2 separate regions of the Mus musculus genome follow, and region 2 is linked to region 1. Evidence: chromatin contacts called from public promoter capture Hi-C data. All regions are on one chromosome and are shown on one strand. The core of a region is the stretch at or near the end of the contact, and the rest is flanking DNA. Distances in the headings are between cores, read along the strand shown. Region 1 overlaps Tg (thyroglobulin). Region 2 overlaps Ndrg1 (N-myc downstream regulated gene 1).

Evidence for each region. Capture Hi-C pulls out chosen DNA fragments and counts their contacts.
Region 2: a contact with region 1 is called in a promoter capture Hi-C map of adipose tissue.

What each region holds. Positions count from the first base shown.
Region 1 is chr15:66,815,023-66,821,023 of GRCm38.p6, reverse strand. All of the region lies in intron 41 of Tg (thyroglobulin), which reads right to left. All of the region lies in intron 1 of Sla (src-like adaptor), which reads left to right. Among named protein-coding and RNA genes, the nearest start is that of Sla, 14 kb to the left of the region's middle.
Region 2 is chr15:66,927,070-66,933,070 of GRCm38.p6, reverse strand. It overlaps Ndrg1 (N-myc downstream regulated gene 1), which reads left to right. Exons shown (of 16, transcript NM_008681.2): 16 at 1,963-3,753. The coding sequence ends at 2,204. Among named protein-coding and RNA genes, the nearest start is that of Ccn4, 39 kb to the right of the region's middle.

The DNA.
Region 1 (6,001 bases), core at 1,259-3,758:
GACCAGCCATCCAGTGGTCCCTGAGACTATGGGGAGAAGGGGACAGCTGGGTCCACAGCTGGCAGGGGAGAGGGTAAACTATGGTTCAACACTTCCTGTCACTCTTCAGTTTTTAATACATTTCTAGGAAGGCCTAGCTTCATGTCACTTATGGGTAGCTTTGTAGAAGACATACATTTTCTTTGTTTTACAGTTGGATCTGAGAGCTGCTTGAACACTATGGTTCAAGATGCAAGACCTAGCCTGCCCTAGGAAATATATATGTAGAACATGGTTTGATGGGAAAATAGGCCTTGGGAATATAGAATAAGAAGCTGGGAACCTGTTAGAATAGTTCACATCTGCAATGGCCATCACTGGAGGTGATGCTGGACAGAGAGTCAGAAGTTAGCTAGAGTGGGTAGAGACAATACATTGCTCTAACAGGGGTCTCTACATGCTACAGGAGACAGAATGAATGTTTGAGGGAGACTCTTTTCATCTCCGCAGCTGTCTGTTGAGCCACTGAATTGCAGCCTGTGACTGTAGCTTCCAGTTCCTGTTTGAGACATCCTGTTCCCATAGTCTATGTGTTCAGATGGACTTGGCACTTCCATGGCACAGCTCACTTCCTTATCTCATGGTCTGAGCCCAGCTCCCACCAGGATGAGGGCACTGACAGCTTCTGAGCTCCTCACTCAAGCAGATCCTTACTTCAGTTGCTACCCTGGGCAATCCTGCAGTCTCTTGCTAAGGTTATGATGGACTCTACAAGAAGAATATGCATACTTTTGCACCTCCATGTTTGTTCTATCTTTGAAGTATATTTCCTATCATGACCTTCAAATCTGTCAGATGAAAGCAAGTATAAATTATTGTTATTTTGAAGAAATATAGGAAGTGTCTTAGTTAGGGTTTCTATTCCTGCACAAACATCATGACCAAGAAGCAAGTTGGGGAGGAAAGGGTTTATTCAGCTTACAATTCCATACTGCTGTTTATCACCAAGGAAGTCAGGACTGGAACTCAAGCAGGTCAGGAAGCAGGAGCTGATGCAGAGGCCATGGAGGGATGTTCTTTACTGGCTTGCTTCCCCTGGCTTGCTCAGCCTGCTCTCTTATAGAACCAAGACTACCAGCCCAGAGATGGTCCCACCCACAAGGGGCCTTTCCCCTTGATCACTAATTGAGAAAATACCTTACAGTTGGGTCTCATGGAGGCATTTCCTCAATGAAGCTCCTTTCTCTGTGATAACTCCAGCTGTGTCAAGTTGACACAAAACTAGCCAGTACAGGAAGATTATTTGGAAAATGGAATTTCAGGTTGGAAGCTCTTGTGAAATTCTTCTCATAGCACAGCAATTACCTTTTTTCTTTGTTTATTAGTTTCCTCATCTGTTAAATGGGTATATAAGAATGTCACTAGAGAAGCATTGAGAGCATGGGCTATGAGGCCATCAGCCAAAATCCAAGTCCAATCCTCACTGATAAGCTATACAACCTTAGAAAAGCTAAACCTGAAGTCCTGAGGCTTCAGGTTTTTGGTTTAAGTAAGAGTGAGAAAAATACCTTACTTATATATTTGTTAGGAAGAATTTTAAGGCGGCATGAAAGGGCTTCTTATGTGTACCAAGCTTCCTGAAAATAATACCAGTGTTTTCAGATATCCTAAGCAGTAATTCAGAGAATTCTTGTGAAAATCAAATGAAACCACAGGTATAAAAAGATGTAATCTATAAAAAATTCTTCATATAAATATGTACTATTGATATTCCTATTGATGCTCAAACTATAATTTTAAAATGGTAGACTATTCTCTAGTCCAGTGATTCTTAACCTATATGTTGTGATACATTGAGAGCCGAATGATGCTTTCATAGGGCTTGCCTAAGACCAAGACTAAGTCTGTGCTAAGGCTAAGGACTGATATTTACATTATGATTCATAACAGTAACAAGATTACAGTTATGAGATATCAACAAAAATAATTTTATGGTTGGGGGCCACCACAGCATGAGGAACTGTGTAAAATGGTCACAAGTGTTAGGTTGAGAACCGCTGCTCTAGACTAACAGATCAGCATTAGAGTTTCATCTCAGCCAAGGCATTTTCCACAGCCTCCCCTTGCTGGTGCAATTAGTCATGGATCAGTGCATGCTGAGCTGACCCTGACTGATAGTTTTACACCTAACCAGCTGGTTCTGACTGCGTGTCAGTGACTTAAGTAACATCAAAGTCAACTTCAAGCTTGCTTTTCTTCTGACAATAAAATCTTATCATGAGGAAGTGGAGCATCCAGCCATGAGGAGGCATCCTGGGAGAGCATGAGGTGGGGTTTCAGTGAGTGTGATAACAATCTTGCTATGGATCTTAGCCTCATGTTGCACTGTCTGAAATACCCAGAGGTGGCTCGCCAGTTACTTTGGCATGGTTACTCACACGATGAGGGTGCTGGGGCAGAATGGTGCCAAGGTCTTCCTCGGACAGTGTCAGGAAGTTGAGCACAGTGGCCTTATCACCAGCCAGGCAGCCAGCTGTTTCTAGATTCCCAGTATAGGTCTTTGTTGCTGCTGTGAGTTCCTCTATTAGAGGGCTAATTCCGGCAACTTCTGCACAAAGATGCCCCAGGGAATCCAAATCAGCAGAACATGATTAAGGCCTTAAGGTGTTTAGAGATCTTAGGGGAAGGGGCCTTCTTTTCTCTCTGTTTGAAACTCATTCCCTCAGTCTTCTCAGCTCCCTCCTCCCTATGAACATCTACTTGTTCTACACAGACATTGCATCACACTGACTGCTTGTTGTCCCCGCCTCTTGGAACTGATGGTGTCTGCAAGTTAGGATTGCAGAGCTGAAGACTGGTCTCATTAGACACTCTTAAAAAATGCTGTCTGTGAGCCGGGCGTGGTGGCTCACGCCTTTGGTCCCAGCACTTGGGGGCAGAGGCAGGTGGATTTCTGAGTTCGAGGCCAGCCTGGTCTACAAAGTGAGTTCCAGGACAGCCAGAGCTATACAGAGAAACCCTGTCTCAAAAAAAAAAAAAAAAAAAAAAAAAAAAAAAAAAAAGCTGTCTGTGAGGCGCAAAACTCCACAGCATTCCCTTACCATGAATGCCCTACTCATGGGAAGACATTGTAAGAGATTCTTATGATTTCAAAACATTTTCAGACTCCTGCTTAGAAACAATCCAGTTTCTCTTTGGTATCTGTCAGTAATCATCTCCCAAATGGGATACCCACAGATAGTCCACTGAAGCTCCACATGAAGGTTCTAGAGTATGTGTCTATAGATATTATTTAAGAAATGTCACTCTTTCAGTTTCTGTAAGTTATAGGTACATATTTGCTGTGTTATTTATGGAAACAGTTTATGACTATGAATAATACCCTGAGAATAACTTTTTTTTTCTGTAAGTACATGATCAAGAGTTAGGAAGTGACTAGTCAAACAATAAAGAGACACTGGGTAAAAGATGGAAGCCAGGAGGATACCTTCATCCAGGGGTTCTGCTCTATTGATAGAAGGAGGCATGCCAGCAAACCATTTGACCTTAGGTATAGATTACTATGGCAACTGTTGATCTGCAGACAGACACCACCACCATGCCTACCATCCTTCATCCTTACTGATGCCACATGGCATGATCAACAACACCCTGGTGAGTATCCATGAAGTGCCCAGGACAATAGGGATAGTATCAGAAGGAGGGGATGCAGGATTATTTATTAGCCCGTTTAGGTAGATTTGAGAGGGACAGAGAATGAGTCAAAGAGCTAAGATGACTGTCAGTGGCCAGTAATGCCATCACTATCAACTCCAGACAAGACAAGAAATGTAGTCATCCTACAAAAACAGGAATTGAGAAAGAGGTGTGAAGCAAACATCTCATGAGACCCTCAGATGTCTAGCTGTATCAAATTCTGCAACTTTTAAGGATCTCCTACTCAGTCTTGGTCACCAAAGTCTTGCTAGATGCGTTTTCTGGGGTCCCTGTGCACCAGGGCCCCCACCACGTTGTCTTGTCCTGCTTTTCTCTTGTCCCTTCATCCATTCAAGGTTAGCTCAAGAGGGTAGATCAAGTGGCAGCCCTGTCTCCCCATATCTCTGCCATTTGCTACCCCACAGAGGCTCCATCACAACTATTTCAACAGGAAAGACAATGGCGATCAAGCTAACATATCTGGAAGATAGTAAATTACTCATATGGAGCTGAGAACCACCCAGGCTCTGGAGGCACATTAGTGGGATTAATTGAGCAAGGACTGAATAGGATTCTAGTGAGTCTTGGTACTTCTGCAAACCTCCTGAGCAGAAGGGGTCATGGGGAAGAGCTTCTACTTTTTTCTTTTGTTGAGGAACTACAGTCCCAGGAGTCTTCTTGCAAAGACAGTGCTTGATGACACACGCCGGTTTAGAAACGGTTTGCAGTGGGTAAACTCAGATCTTCCCACAGGCTACTTCTCTAACTCTAAGCCAATCCCAAAGCAGAACTAGCACTTCTTGAGGAATGGAACTGTCTACTCGTCTCTACATGGGAAAGACAGGCTAAGAGGAAATAAATACAAATGCTCTTATTCCCCAGGCACAGTCTCTTTCTTCATTCATTCAGTGGATACTTGTGGGTCACCTCTTCAGGGTAGGTTCAGTGGCTCTATGTTAGACTCACCACCTCCTGTGCCATTTATCAGATCCACTATGGTTTTACCAAGGGTTTACAGAAATGGAGGGTTTGATGGTTTTACAGTACACTAGGAAATGCATGTATATTTCCCCATGAGTCCTCACAAGCAAGAAGTATTATATTATGCTCTGTGAGAGACTTGGAAATCTGTACAAGGCCATATAGCCCTGCCTTTAGCTATCTGGCCTCCGTCTCTTGACTTTGACTCCTGTGTTGCAAATACAGCTCCCAAGAGTGTCAAAGAGGGAGTTTTCACTTCTGGTTAGGGGAGCTCTGAGATCTACAGAGAATAGGTGAGCTCTGGTTATACATCTGCAGGAGACAGGATGTCCTCACAGGTAGGAAAAGCATCTAAGTGCATTAGAGCTGCCTAACCAAGTACACTAGTACCTGATTCTTTTCACTCAAGGGATGCTACCTGGTTCTTAAGCTTGGATTTCTCATCATCTATTTTTTTCCAACATTTATATAGAAAGAAGGAAAATAAACCCTGAACTTCCCAGACTTGGGACCTACTGATAGCCTCACATATCTGCCATGAAACACCAAATTGCTTTACAGCATATCTCTCGCTGAGCTTAAAGCCTCCAGGAGAACTAAATTCAAAGAAATGAGCTGTGAATTGTTTCAGTTAGGGGGTTGCCAGTTCCAGCTGGGGATTGTGGCAGCTGACCCATGATAGGGGATCTTGTCCCCTTAGCAACGGTAGAAACCACAGTGCCCTACTTCACTGAGTGATCCTTGGCTCACTTGTGGCTAACAGCTTGCTGTCTCCCTGTGGCAGTTTATCTGTGTAACTGATAGCTAATTAATTTGCAAAGCCCTCTAGAAATCTGACACAGATGGCTTGAGTGTCTTTGTGGACCTAAATTGTGACCTTTTGAGAGGTAGTTGTCATTTGTTAATACAGTTCAGCCTGGCTGACCACAAACTTATCTTGAGGCTTCCTGGAAGGCCAACATCTATCTTTAGCTTTTGTGCTGACTCCAGGCATTAAGGACCTTAAAGGAATCTACACCGTATAGATGAAATCTAGCCCTATCCTGCTAAACCTCAGTGCACTGTAGCGTTGGAGCCCAGGAGTCTTCTGGGTTGTTCTCCAGCTCCCTACCTACTTACATCTACTTTTAGTCTATAGATTTTTATCAGGTGCCCCTGTCTTCTTTACTAGATTATAAACATCTCAAGGACAAAGATGAGTAGAACTATCTATGCCATCTTGCTGTCCACTCTGAATGGACATAAAAGTTTGCAGTCCCACCTAGTGCTTAGCATCAGGGAGTGACCCATTTTGTGCTAGATCTGGGCAATTGGAAAGAACATTTTACCGGGTGTCCCTTGTGAA
Region 2 (6,001 bases), core at 1,256-3,755, 110 kb before region 1:
GAGGGAGCCCAGAGTGCCTGAGATCGAAGGTAGGGTGCTTCCTTGATAGATCACTTTTTAAAAAAGATCTATTTATTTATTATATGTAAGTACACTGTAGCTGTCTCCAGACACTCCAGAAGAAGGAGTCAGATCTCACTACGGATGGTTGTGAGCCACCACGTGGTTGCTGGAATTTGAACTCAGGTGCTTCAAGAAGAGCAGTCAGTGCTCTTTACCACTGAACCATCTCCCCAGCCATCTTTGCTAGATCATTATATCAAGGAACTGAAGGACTGAGCACCCCGCTGTATCCTGCTTTAAGCTTAGAGTGAGCTTGTCATTCAGGCAGTCCCATAGATCTAGGAGAAAAATAAAAGGGAGAGACACAGACCCAAAGGGTGGGTTGCTGAAACAGAAGGTTCCAGCTCACAGGCTGCCTGCCTGTGATCCTGGGCTCCTAAGACTCGTCCATTGTGTGTCTGGTGTCATGGGAAGCTGTCATTTCCTGGTGAGGTCATCAGGACTCAGAGATTTGGGTGGAGAAATCGAGACGCAGGAACAAACATAGGGGTCACAGATGTGCCCTGACCCTACCTCTTTCTGAATTAAAAACAGGCTGTTCTGAGATGGTATACTTCTGTTGTCTCAGCATTTGGAATGAAGAAGTGGAAGGATAGTGAATTCAAGGTCTTCCCAGCTACACAGAGAGTTTAAGGCCAGCCTGGGATAAATGGAGCTTTGCTCAAAACCAAAAACTAATGGATAAAAACAACAACCAGGAAGAAAAGGAAAGAAAGGAAAAGGAAGGAAAGGAAAGGAAAGGAAAGGAAAGGAAAGAAAGAGGGAAAGAAAGAAAGAGAAGGGGAGAGAGAAAAGAAGGAAGAAAGGAAGAAAGGGAAAGTCAGACAGACAGACAAACCAGGAACAACACTAATTCTTTAAGGAGTGAATTCCACTGAGCAAGGACTAATCCAATTTTGGGTGTCTGATCTAGGGCTGTGCTTCATTGGGGTGTGGCATTAGTCACCCCAATGAGTAACCTAAGAGATCCCCACAAATAAAGCTCTTAAGCGTCAAGAATGCATTTTTCCTACAACTTCAGAGGCTGCAAATCTGAGGTCAAGGTTTGGACAGGGCTGGGCTCACTTTTCAAGGCCCTTTCTTGCCTTCTGGATTCTGCTGACTACATCATAGGCCTTCTGTGGCTTCTGGCTGCATTACACCAATCTCTCCATCCATATGGGGTGGCTCTCTCTTGTTTTCTTTTTAATGATATTGGGCTTTAGATTAGGGATCATTCTAATCCAGAAGGACCTTGTCTTAACTAAATATCTCTAAGTATTCCAAACAAGGTCATATTCTGAAGTTTCAGGTGAGCATGAATTTGGGGGGAGCACTGCCACCCTAGATAGGAGGAGGATTGTCTTGTATCCCATTCTGTCAGTCATCTGCTGTGGTATGCGCAGTTTTGGTCATGCTAAGGTTTGAGAGCTAGCAGGCTTTTGGAAGGCAGACAGATGGCTAACATTTCCTTAGGAACCATGTGGTGAGACCTTGGGGGTTATTCTTGGGATGTGCAGGAACTAACCTTGCTGGCTTCCACATTCTACTGCCTACTGACAGTACATTTAAGAGGAGGTTACACGAAGTCTTCATTTTGCAAATGAAAATGGGAAGGCTTCAAGTGTGATGATCTGGTGGTCACCTAGCTAATAAGCACATAACAAACTGGGGGTCAGACCCAGGTCATGGCTCAGGACTCTTGCCATGTAATTGTTATGTGCCTTTCCCACATATTGGACTTTACTGTCCTCTTTGTGAGTGACACAGAAGGTAGATGGCTCACAGGATGAAGACAATAGAGAAGTGGTGTTCAGCTGGGCTCTTACGATTAACTGTCATGGCTGGCAGCCAGGGGTAGAGTCCCACACCTGTAGAGGCTTCCTGTATCCTAACCATATTTGTCTTCTGTGTTCCCAGTGCCTTCTGCCAGCATGACTCGCCTGATGCGGTCCCGCACAGCCTCTGGCTCCAGTGTCACATCCCTGGAGGGCACCCGTAGCCGCTCCCATACCAGCGAGGGCCCCCGAAGCCGCTCGCACACCAGTGAGGGGTCCCGTAGCCGCTCCCATACCAGTGAGGATGCCCGTCTCAACATCACCCCCAACTCGGGTGCCACCGGAAACAATGCCGGGCCCAAGTCCATGGAGGTGTCCTGCTAAGCAATCTGTGCATCAGTCACCCTGGACTGGTGGCCTCTCCCTTAGCCCCCAACCCTTGCCTGCCACCCTACGCTAATGCGGTATTAATCTAAAGCTGCTTTTGTAAGAATGAACTCTGGCGGTGGCAGACCCAGGCTGTTCTGACTGCCTCCTGGGACCAGGGTGGGTGGTGGTGGACCAAAGGCAAGAAGCAGTTCAGCGTACTGTTCTGCTAACAAGTGGCCTGGTGGACCCTCTCTCTACCCTCAGACACCAAACTGCCAAAACTAAGAAATAGATAGCTGTAACACTGCCTGGCTCCAAGCCCAGGCTGATCCAGCATTCTGGTTCATAGGCGTTTTGCCAACCTGCCTACTTCCTGTTTCCTCCCCACTAAACTCATTCCTGGAAACAAACTTCTGTTTTGAAAGGAGAGAGAGAGGCAGGAAAGTTGGGCGCCTTATTTTAAGTAGAGAAACCAAGAAAGGAAGAGAAAAAAAGGCAGGGTCTAGGGCAGGTAGAGGAAAAACACAACAAGTCTACTAGGCTCACTTGAAGGAATTGATTTTAAAGTTCTGGACACTGAAACCCACAACCTGTTTTTCTGGCAACCTTTTAACGTGCAAGAAAAACTGGTAACAAACCCCAGGCTTTATAGAGAAAGTGATCCAGCAAATGTGGGGCATCAGTGATTTAAGACTCTTGCTATGCAGTCTACTGTACCCCGCTCCCATTCCACAGTGAATGAGTGGATGACACCTCTGTCCCTCGGGAAGATGGTTTTGATTTGTTGTTGCATTCTTTGAGGCAGAGGGAGAACCCAGCAGGTGACAGGGGTCCTTGTCTGGGATGAGTCTTTAGGATGGGAAGGGTGGGGATAGAATGGCCCTGGGATTTTGAGGACTCATGGTAGGGCCAAGTGCTAGAACCTGGTGGGTGTGATTTCATTGATCTGGAATCTTGTGTGACTGAGTCACACCTTGTCTCCCATAATTGATGTCTGGCATTGATTTGAAACTTGATAGCTGAATGTCTCTTAACTGGCCCATCGCTGGTTCTTCAGAGAGAACCGTATGTTCTAGTGGGGGAAGGACTGGTTTTGGGTTCTGTACATTCCACGGGAACTTGCTTCCCTCTCCTGCCCCTCCTGCTGACTGGGTTTGTAGCATTGGCCTCTTAAGCAATGCCAGCCTAATGCCCATGCTCCATACTACTGCCTTTTGATTCTTACTGTGGCTAACCTTGAACCTTTCCTATAGGAAATGTGATCAGATCAGAGACACTTGATCGTTGGGAGTCAGCCCTCAAGGCCTGGCGACTTCCAGGATCTTGGAGTTGCTAGAGGAAAAGTAGTTATGCCCTATAGGCGGCATGAGAGACAAGGGATCAGTTTACCTGCCAACTCCTACCGTGGAGGAGGAGTTCCACTGACCTTGTGTAGAAAGATCAGGAATCCAGGCCAGGGTGATTGAATGCTGACAAGAAATCACTGTATATGTCTCTCCAGGGCAGTTTCTTAATAAGATGTTTGTATTTATTTCCAGACCAATAAATTTGTAACTTTGCAGTGGCTTGTGTCTTTTCCTCTCCCTATGAGGGTGGGTGTGGCATTGTGGAGCAGGAAGGGGTGGAACTTTATCCTTGACACCAGAGCCCCTGCTGCGTGCCCCTTACTTTTGGAGTTCTTTGCCACAGAATGACACTGACCAGTAGAAATGGCACTGTCTGTCATATAGGTTTCTAAACTTTCTGGTAGTGATATTGAAGGAAGAAGAATCAGGCGAAAATAAGTTAGGCATCCCTGTAGCCTAATATATCAACTAACATCATTTCTATGCAAGCAGTCAGGCACATCTTTTTCTGCAGTAAGGAATTCAGTGTGCAGGCAGCCTTGCCACACACCAGGCACCTAGTAGCAGGTCACCATAGTGATGAGAGAACACTTTTCAAGCTGGAAGAAGAGGGAAGCATATAGGTTAAAAGTGACTCCTGTTCTCACGTTCCATGGGAGATGTTTGCTTTGTATGTTTGGTATATATGTGTGTTGTATGCATTGTTGCACTTGCGTGTACGTTTCATGGCCTGAGGTTGGCATTGGGTGTCTCTCTCTCTCTGTATTGCTCTCCATTTTACTGTTTTTGAGACAGACACAGCTGCATGTTTGCATACCTGGTGCTACCCAGGGTTAGTTTGTCTGAAGGTACCTCTCCATCTGAAGAATCTATTTCCCACCCGGATGATTGTTTATGGGAGGCCACACAGTAATGGTTGGGAGCCTGTAGAGGGTGAGTGTTGTCTGCTAAGTAACTGCTTCCAAGAAAGTGAGGAGGACAGGGAGAGGAGCTCCTGGGCACCCCAGCATATATGATGACTCTGGCTGGGGACCAAGGTCATCTCACCTCTGAGAGCCCATGCTGTGATGTGGCCCTTGACAACATGCAACAAAGACACTTGACTTGGAAGATGGCTCAGTTGGTAAAATACTTCCCTTGCAAGTGTGATAACCTGAATTCAATTCCCCATAGCTCACATTAAAAAAAAAAAAGCTAGGGTAGCAGGCTCTGTGTTTAACAACATTGGCTGTTGTTCTAGAGCACCCAGTTCAACTTGAAGCACCCACATAGTGGTTTATAAGTGTCTGTAACTCCATTTCCTGGGATCAGTACCCTCTCTACATAGGCACAGAACACACATGTGGTACAGACTTAAATGCAGGCAAAACATCTACACACATAAAATACTTCTGGTGGTACATGCTTGTCATCCCAGTGCTGGAAAGGTAGAGATAGAAAGATCACTGAGGGTACTCTGGCCAGTTAGGTTAGCCCACTTGATGAATTCCAGGCCAAAGAGAGGCTGTGTCTCCAGCATAAGTAAGACAGAGCAAAAGGACAGATTATCCTCTAGCCCAAGAGCACAAAAATGTATTCGCACAAGAAGGGGCACTTGACTTCTGTGGCCGTCCTCCAGCTAAGGAAAACCTTATACAGATCTCACGTGAGTCTTGGCAATGGTGTTTTATAACAGCAATAAAAAAGTAACTAAGATGGGCTCCAAAGAATCAGTGAAGTTGAGTTGATGAATTAACAGTGACATCATTTATTGACGGACAAGTCCATTGGTACAGATACCATTGTCATTTATCCTTGCTCTGAGAAGTGATCCCTGAATGGTCAGCATTCCTAGGAAGCAAGGAGATTTGCAGATATGAAAAGTGCTGATGCATGCTGTATACTACCTTATTTTCCTCACTCATAAACTAGTGATTATTTTTTTAAGAATGTATATTATATTTATTGAGTGTGTATTTGTGTGTGTGCAGGTGTGTGTGTGCTTGGAGGCCTGATGTCAATGTCAGACATCTCCCTTCATTGCTCACTATCTTATCCTTTGAGGCAGAGTCTTTTACTGAATCCTGGACTCATAGATTTGGCTAGACTGGCTGGCCAGTGAGCTCCAGGGGAGTCTTCACTCTCCAGAAAGAGTAGTTTTCAAACTTCAAAGAGACTGAATAGCTTTAACGAGCCATTTTCAGTGGATTATTATCTCCCTGCCTATAAATGGCTCACACCCTCCCCTATCAATGTCTGGGGATGCGGGAATATCAGTGAGCTCCAGGGATCAGAACTGTGGGCCTGAAAGGTTTTCACTGGCTCAACGTACCTTTGTTCTTCCATTAAATGGTCCTGCTTGGACTTGCAAGATACAATAGCTTTGATGTGGTTTTGGGTTACCCTCCCTTCCCTCTGCTGGCACTTCTTATATTATCAGTGAGCGTGCTTCTAGCAGCTCTTGCTCCTTTTACTGAAATGGATGAA